Linked DNA regions of Ovis aries: region 2 is linked to region 1. The links are chromatin contacts, called in public Hi-C maps. All regions are on one chromosome and are shown on one strand. The core of a region is the stretch at or near the end of the contact, and the rest is flanking DNA. Distances in the headings are between cores, read along the strand shown.

The links. A called contact is a pair of places that touch in the nucleus more often than the background predicts.
Region 2: a Hi-C map of blood shows a contact between it and region 1, with 5 times the contacts expected there. The contact joins the promoter of ERI1 here to the enhancer-like site in region 1. A contact is called at or near these places in 7 of 16 Hi-C or Micro-C datasets (blood, liver, mesenteric adipose tissue and 4 more).

What each region holds. Positions count from the first base shown.
Region 1 is chr26:23,973,972-23,977,879 of ARS-UI_Ramb_v3.0, forward strand. No RefSeq gene overlaps it. Among named protein-coding and RNA genes, the nearest start is that of CLDN23, 95 kb to the left of the region's middle. Within about 2 kb of position 2,135, at least 4 of the 54 cell types and tissues checked have an H3K27ac peak or open chromatin away from gene starts, as enhancers often do.
Region 2 is chr26:24,204,557-24,208,464 of ARS-UI_Ramb_v3.0, forward strand. It overlaps ERI1 (exoribonuclease 1), which reads left to right and starts at 1,906. Exons shown (of 7, transcript XM_004021747.5): 1 at 1,906-2,150. The coding sequence starts at 2,043. It overlaps LOC105605187 (a long non-coding RNA gene), which reads right to left and starts at 1,733. Exons shown (of 3, transcript XR_001024822.5): 1 at 1,629-1,733.

The sequences.
Region 1 (3,908 bases), core at 885-3,384:
ATAATTTCTTGCATTTGTTTTCTTCTCTTTCTATACACATTAAGTTCTTATTTTTCTGGCCACACTGTGTGGTATACGGGACCTTAGTTTCCCAACCAGGGATTGAACCCATGTACCCTTGCAATGGAAGTGTGGAATCTTAACCAGTGGACTGCCAGGGAAATCCTAGTATCATACTATACATGGTGAATCCAGTTTTTTAAAAACTTAACGTGATTATATTTATCAAAAGCATTAGCCAGATCATTAAACATTCTTGATAAACATGAGTCTTAAAATATATCCCTCTTCTAAATGTTTCAAAATATGTGTATCTTCTCTGGTTGTTTCAAGTAATTTTCTGCTACACCTCTACTGTGATAAGCATCTTTTACACACGTTTTTATGCTCATTTGTGATTATTTGGGAATAAACTCCTAGAAGCAAAATGACTAGATCCATAGGTAAGAACATTTAAATCTTGCATGATATTTTATCAAATCACTTTTTTAGCAATGCTCTCTGAGTCTTTTGGAATTCTCCAGCTCCCAAGCTCCACAGCAGTGAAAGCCATCAGCTCTTCTCCCGCAGATTCCGTTTTATCATTCCTGCTACCCAAGGTCAAGTCCTGTCATTTCTCACACTGTGGGGGAGAACCTCCCCTCAGTACTTCCTCCTCCTCTGTGATTTAGATAATTTTTCTTTTTAGTATTTTTGCTTTCCCTTTGCTCCCATTACCCTTTCCTCCTCTTTCATTTACGCATAGTTGGTTCATTCGGTGGGACAAGACTAGCCAGAAGTGGCTAGTGTAGTGAGCAGGGCACTTCATCTCTTGCTAAAAAGGTCCACGTCTTTATCATTTTTAGACCTTGAATTGTCCTGTCTCCTGGCAGAAAATAAGCCCACATTTGGCACCTGTGCCCAGCAAAGCTCGAACAGATAACTCCTTTAGCCGTGGATCTGATTCTCTCCTTAAGGCTCACGTTTTATTACCCCGCATGCAGGCCATTTCCCGCGTGGTAATCGAGACCATTCAGGGCAGTCCCCAGCCTGGTTTCTAGTGTCACAGCTCATTGTTTCTGCCTCATGGACATTCTTCCCTGTGGCCAAAGTGCCCTGCTTGTTCCTTCGAAAATCCTCCAGTCTATGCTTTCAGGCCTTGATTCATCTTTCCCTGTCTTCTCCCTCTGTCCAGAGTCTATACACACTTCACGGTCACCTTAGGTGCTCCGCCAGGAAGCTGTCCCTGGTCCTCCTTGCTTTTGTTCCCTGGAACCCACAGCTGCTGCTTCACTGACGCTTCCAAATATAATCCTTTGCCTCCACCGCGACCCTGGGAAGCCGTCAAGTGCAGAGACTCACTCTGCGTCTCTTTGAGCCACATCTCCCAGCCAAGTGCCCAGCACACGTGTGCCCAGTAGGCAACAGTTGTGTGAATGAATTAATATCCCAGTAGAAATACAGAAGTGAAGAAGTGGGGAAGCAAGGTTGAAGACACCTGCCCCCGATATACGGTTAGGGCTCAGTGACATTAAAATCACACTAAAGAGACTGGAGATGTGGATTAGGAGAACCGCAAGGTGGCCTTCAAATCACGTTTATCTCACCTGTACATTTTTATTATCTTAAATGTATGTCATGAGATGGGGTCCATGATGGAGAGAGTGGGGTTCTGAGATGGACGATAGGGTTATGCCTTCAGTTTGGGCATCTGTGAGATATCAGGATGGAATGCTTGAAGATCTGTTTGCTGAGGACCCTGTCAGCCTCTGAGGGAAGAGTGACAAGAACTTCAGGATGTTTGATAGGATGTTGGATATCCTGATTAACATTTATAAGGTAGGCCTGTAGGTCTCTCCTCTGCTCTGGAGTTGGGGTGATAATTTCAGTGGAGGACAAAAATCCTGCCTTTGGCCCAACTCCTGGGACTTTATCTTAAAGGCCTTAGAATGGGAGAGAAGAGTCAAATTACTTACTGGAAGACTAATTAGTTGAAAATGCTGGTGGGTAAAGAATTTCCGTATCTGACTAGCACCCTGAAGCAAAAAACAGCTGCAGGGAACATGGCAATTGCAAGCTGTCACCACAAGATGACGCAGCAGACCACAAAATTCTCAGCAGGCCCAGGCCAACAAGACGGTGACAGGGAGCATAGCAGTTGCAAATTTTACCCGCAAGATGGCGCAGCAGACCGCAAAATTCTCAGCAGGCCCGACAGTGGCAGGGAGCATAGCAATTGCAAGCTTTAACCACCAGATGGCGTAGGAGACCACAAAATTCTCCACAAGCCAAGTTTGTAAACCCACCCCTTTAAGTTCTTCTGCCCAAAGAGGAGTTTCAGTTTAGTTCAGTTTAGTTCAGTCACTCAGTCGTGTCCGACTCTTTGCGACCCGGTGAATCGCAGAACGCCAGGCCTCCCCGTCCATCACCAACTCCCGGAGTTCATTCAGATCATGTCCATTGAGTCAGTGATGCCATCAAGCCATCTCACCCTCGGTCGTCCCCTTCTCCTCCTGCCCCCAGTCCCTCCCAGCATCAGAGTCTTTTCCAAGGAGTCAGCTCTTCGCATGAGGTGGCCAAAGTACTGGAGCTTCAGCTTTAGCATCATTCCTTCCAAAGAAATCCCAGGGCTGATCTCCTTTAGAATGGACTGGTTAGATCTTGCAGTCCAAGGGACTCTCAAGAGTCTTCTCCAAATTTGAACACCACAGTTCAAATTTGGTAACCCCAAAAATTTATCTGGAGGAGGGATCAGAATTAGACACCCTTGAGATTGTTGCCCAGTGTTTTAATTTCACCACTCTCCCAATTTTTCCTTAAAAAATACTTCCAGAAAATATAGTTCTGATAGAACTGGCTCTTGAGAGCCAAGTGCTAAATTTTCAGGAATTAACATTTTTAAAATTAGAATTAGGTTATATAAATTTTCAATTAAGTAGGCTATATTAAATACTCAAAACTTAGTTATCTATTTTTTTGACATTTTACTGTCTTTGTGCTTTTTGAGGGTATATTGTATCTTTATAAATTAGGTAATGAGACTGTATTACACATCTCCTGGTAATTTGAAATTAACCATTTGGAACTTGGCCATGGAAACTGGCAAATGCTACACCTTAGCTTTTCGGAGAGCTGGATGGTAAGCATTTACCAAATACCAGTGGGTGAGGGAAAGGAGAGCTAGCCCATGTATGATGCCAGGAGTCAAGGAAAAGGAGCTTGAAATTACAATTTGCCTCTGATGCTAATTCAGACAGAACAAAATACAATAACTTAAAAGCTCATGCTCGACAGTCAGAATCAAGGCTTTGAATCTGTGCTCTGCCATTTATTACCTGTATCCCTTAGGCGGTTGACTCTCGGTGCTTATTTATTCTTCCCAACCCAGGGATTGAACCCAGGTCTCCCACATTGTAGGCAGACGCTTTACCATCTGAGCCACCAGGGAAGAGCCCTATTTATCTGTAAAGAGAACGTAACAGTACCTCCTTCATAAGATTACCGAAAGGATTAAACGAGCCAACATATATGTCACCTTAAATAGCTCTGTGTGTGTGTTCAGTCACTCAGGCATGTCCGACTCTTTGTGGCCCCATGGACTGTAACAGCCTGCCAGACTTCTCTGCCCATGGAATTTTCCAGGCAAGAATACCGGAGTGGGTAGCCATTTCCCACTTCAGGAGATCTTCCCAACCCAGGGTAAATACCAGTAGCTCTATGGGTTGGTTATTCTGTTTGTTGAAAGGCGATGAGATTATGAATACTCATGAGAGAAGGAATGTTGATGCAAACAGCAGAGATACATTTGAATTCTAAGACCCCAAAGCTGTATATTTTCCAATTGTGTTAGATGTTTACATTTAATTTCACATCATGATTTCCATTTATTTTCTGTAAATAGATTAAATATAATGCCACATTTCAAGACA
Region 2 (3,908 bases), core at 656-3,155, 230 kb after region 1:
TCATTTAGTTCAGTACTCATTCCTGGCAAGTAGAAGGTGCTCCATAAATCTTTGTTGAATGAATGAATGGTTATTGTATCTTAGCATTCCCATAGATACTGGCAACAGTACTAAGGTATAAGCTCATCATCTGAAGTGTAGATAAATGATCAATCAGTCCTTGATAGTGAATCTTTACTTAACAACTGAGATACAATAATCAAATCAAAAAGTTCAAGTAGAAAATTTGTAGTTAGCACTTACTAAAGTTCACATAACATGAATCATCCTGATAAGTGTTTACTGGATCATTTTTTCTTGGCAAGAGATGCAATTAGCAATTCTTATTAATTCTATAGTTGCATGTCAGGACTCACAATCATTATCTGAAGAGAAAATAAATAAACCCTAGGAAAAAGAGATGGTTAGAGTTGTGCCTTAGAAGTCTTTGTGATTTTTAAGTCTATAAACCTTTGTTTATAAACACAAAGGTGAGTCTGCAGTTACACGAGAAAAAATATAGTCCACTTAGAACGAAGCAGGTGATTTCAAAAGTGAAAAATCGGTGGTAGATTTCCAATTGCGTCCCTTTTGCCGTTAGGGAATTATATGTCCTCACCCACTGCCATGTGCCTAGAAGTGATCCTATTCTCATCAGTTATTTTTATAATAATGAAGAATAACAAACCACCCCATTGGCTTACAATAAGCGTTTAATTCTCCTATAGTCTGCAAGTCAGCTGGGATGGTGCTGCTTCAGGATGTGGCCTTCCTGGACTTGTTTGTCTGCAAAAGTCTGTGTTTCATCCGGTGGAGTATAGAATTCCAAGCTGACAGTTTTGTTTTGCATTTTAAAGTTGTCATTTCATTTTCTTTTGGCTTGCACAGTTTCTAATGACAAATCTATGAAAACTTACCATTATTTCTCTGTGCATAATGTGCCTTTTTTCACTAGCTGCTTTTAAGATTTTCTCTTTAAGCTTTTGATGGGTCTACAATAGCTTTTCCTTTAGACCCCAAAGTCTAGGGCTAGTCACTACTAAGGCATGACACTTCGGGGGTCTCTATTGCATATTCCATTCAACAACTGTATTCAACAGTCTCCCCACTCTGGCTCCATGGAACACAAATGATTCCTAGTCCTGTGAGTTCTGAAAATTGTTTGGCTTACTGTTTCCCCATGATTGTTCTTTCCTGGCCTTGAGGAATAGTCACAGAACATATTCACTGATTTTTATTCAGTTAAAGATGCGGATTTTTAAAGCTTTTTCTCCATGAATTCGGCCTCATAAATTCCACCCAATTCGGTCTCCCAAAAATCCAATCCCCGTCTACCCCATTCGGTAAGACCTGTCTTCTCAGGGAGACTCTAGGCTCTGCTTAAGTTCCCCTTGCACTTGCAAACTGGAAACTGCTTCTGGACAGAGAGCCAGGGTCATAACCTGGCTCATCTCATTTGTTTCTCTTCTTTCAGGTAAAAGGACTGGAACTGCCTGCCGTCCGATGTCTGAAAACAGTTATTTTCACATACTTTGCTCAGTTTCTTAATAAGTCCAGACCTATTTCTTCTTGTCTGCCCTACGGAAAACGCAGATTGTTTTATAAATGTTATTTTCTGTGGTTAAAATTCACCTCTCTCTAGGGCATACCTCGTTGACGTCTCAGGAGATGGTGATGGATCATTTCCTTTGGTGGTCTCCAGGGACCAGAGCTCGGAACCTGGCGTAGCCTCCACTCTGCGCCGTCAGCGTTTTGATTCTCCCGCGCGCGCCTCCCTCCCGCTTGGCTCCTCCCATCTTTCTTCTTGCCCCTCCCTCCTCGCTTCTCCAGCCCCCGTCAACGGAAGCCCTCGCGTTCCGGGCGCCGCTCACTGCGCCTGCGCGGCGTCTGGACGCTTCACGTTCCCGGAAGTGGGAGGTGCCCGCTGGAGTTTGTGTGGTCGCCGCCGCGGGAACGCGAGCCCGGTAATTTTTCAACCGAGAAAGACGAGGTTTTCGGGCTTGGCCGGGTGAGACTGAGGGAGTGGAGGGCTCCAGCAGCTCTCTTCTGACGTGACACGCGACATGGAGGATGAGCAGACCCTCCAGCCTGGCGACGAGGCCGTGGCTCCCGCGCGGCGCGCGTCTCCTGGGTCGGAGTGCGGGGACGAAGCCCAGCGTCCGAATCCTGAGGTGAGAATCCCCCCGCGCGCCCCTGAATTAAGAGGGTTTCCTGCGGGAACCGCAGCCCGTGCGCCCTGGGACCCTAGCCCCGGCCACCTTCCCTGGCCTCAACTCCGGGAGCCGTTCTCTGGGGGTCGTTGTCATTGAGCCCTTTCTAGTCCCAGGTACCGTCTGGAAGTAAGTCAACAGCCAGACGAACTGAGGTTTTAGACGTTCTGAGTGGGAATTCTGCTCTAAACTTTCTGAGTTAACAATCGGTTACACTTTGCTATCGTCATTCCGGGTAGCCCTAGTCTGTAATTGGCAGTTTATGTTTGTAAAAATCTCACCCTAGCTCTAAGTGTATCACTCCTTAAGACCTTTAAGGCCATCTCCCAGCCTTGGCGGAAGGTAACTGTGCCTGTTGGCTGGAACTTCGTCTCTGGTTTTTGGACCATTTTACTCCTGCTTCGTATAAACATAATGTATGAATGATGTTGTTAATGATTTTGACAGCTCAGTGGTAGATCCTACGGTGACAAAGTTGTAAAGACGGTCTTAAAACGTCTTTAATCATCTTCTTTAATAGGTATAATTATTGTTGACTAGCTGCAGACTGTAAATAATACCAAAACTGGTCATTTTCTATTAATAATATACGAATACTGAGTGCCTCGTAGTGTGGGTAGTTGAAGGAGGCGTCCAGACTTTTGCTCTTTCCACCTACAGCCAATTCTCCACATAGCAGCTGGAATAATCTTCAGTAACATGAATCTGACTGGGTTTCTCCCCTCCTGAATCTTCAGTTTGCTGGCCCCAGGACTTGGCTCCTTCCTTCATTGTTAGCTGTACCTCCTCCCTTTTGCTCTCAGTGGCCACCATCCTTGGTGTTACGGTGGGTGGTCTTTCTTGTTAAAGGTCTTTTATGTGCTTTCTTTGCCCTGAGTCTTTGAACAGTTATCTGGTTCACCTTACGATGCTGCTTTCAAAGAGGTCTCCATATCTCTTCTCTCTAAAGAACCATTTCTACTCCACCATCCTTCTTCAGTTTAAGATACTGTCAATAACATCGTCATATGAGTTGGTACAAAAATAATTTTTTAAAGTTTATGTTTAATGAGAGTAGCATGATTGAATGCACTTTACTTTATTTAAATGTCTTAAAACTTTGAGCTAAAAAGAAAACAAACAAACTTTGAGCTATTAGTGACTCAAGGCCTGAATCTGTGTTCCTGGTTGGTTTTAGTGACTCATATTTGTTAAAAACCTGTTGTTGGATGCTTTTAATAAATGATGATAAAGTCCTTTTGTTTTCAGGCTTAAGTAAGCAAGTTTGGATTTCAGCTAAGTAAAATTTCATTATCCCTTATATCAACAAAAGTGTTTTCATAATTGAATAGGTTTTTAATGAAGTAGCTTCAAATTTCATCAGAACTCTTCTTTGGGAAGGATTTTAATCAAGTTTAATTCTGCTTTTAATTTCTTTAATGTGTAGATTCAGAGGCTTTTTTTTTTTTAAAAAAATAGGTAATGTGCAGGGGTGTTTTGGGCAATAAAATAATGGAAATGTTTCCAAAACATCTATTTCCTAAATGTTCTTGCCACAGAAAAGGTTTCTTTTGATCATGGTTGCTTCCATATTGTAAAGATTCTCTCATTTGAGATAACATAACCTATGTAACCATTTACTGGGACATGTGAAAATTGCAAAATGTCACAGTATCATGAAGTTGAATATTCCTTCCTATACGGTGGAGTCTGTCCTTACTTTGCTCATTGTATGGCTGA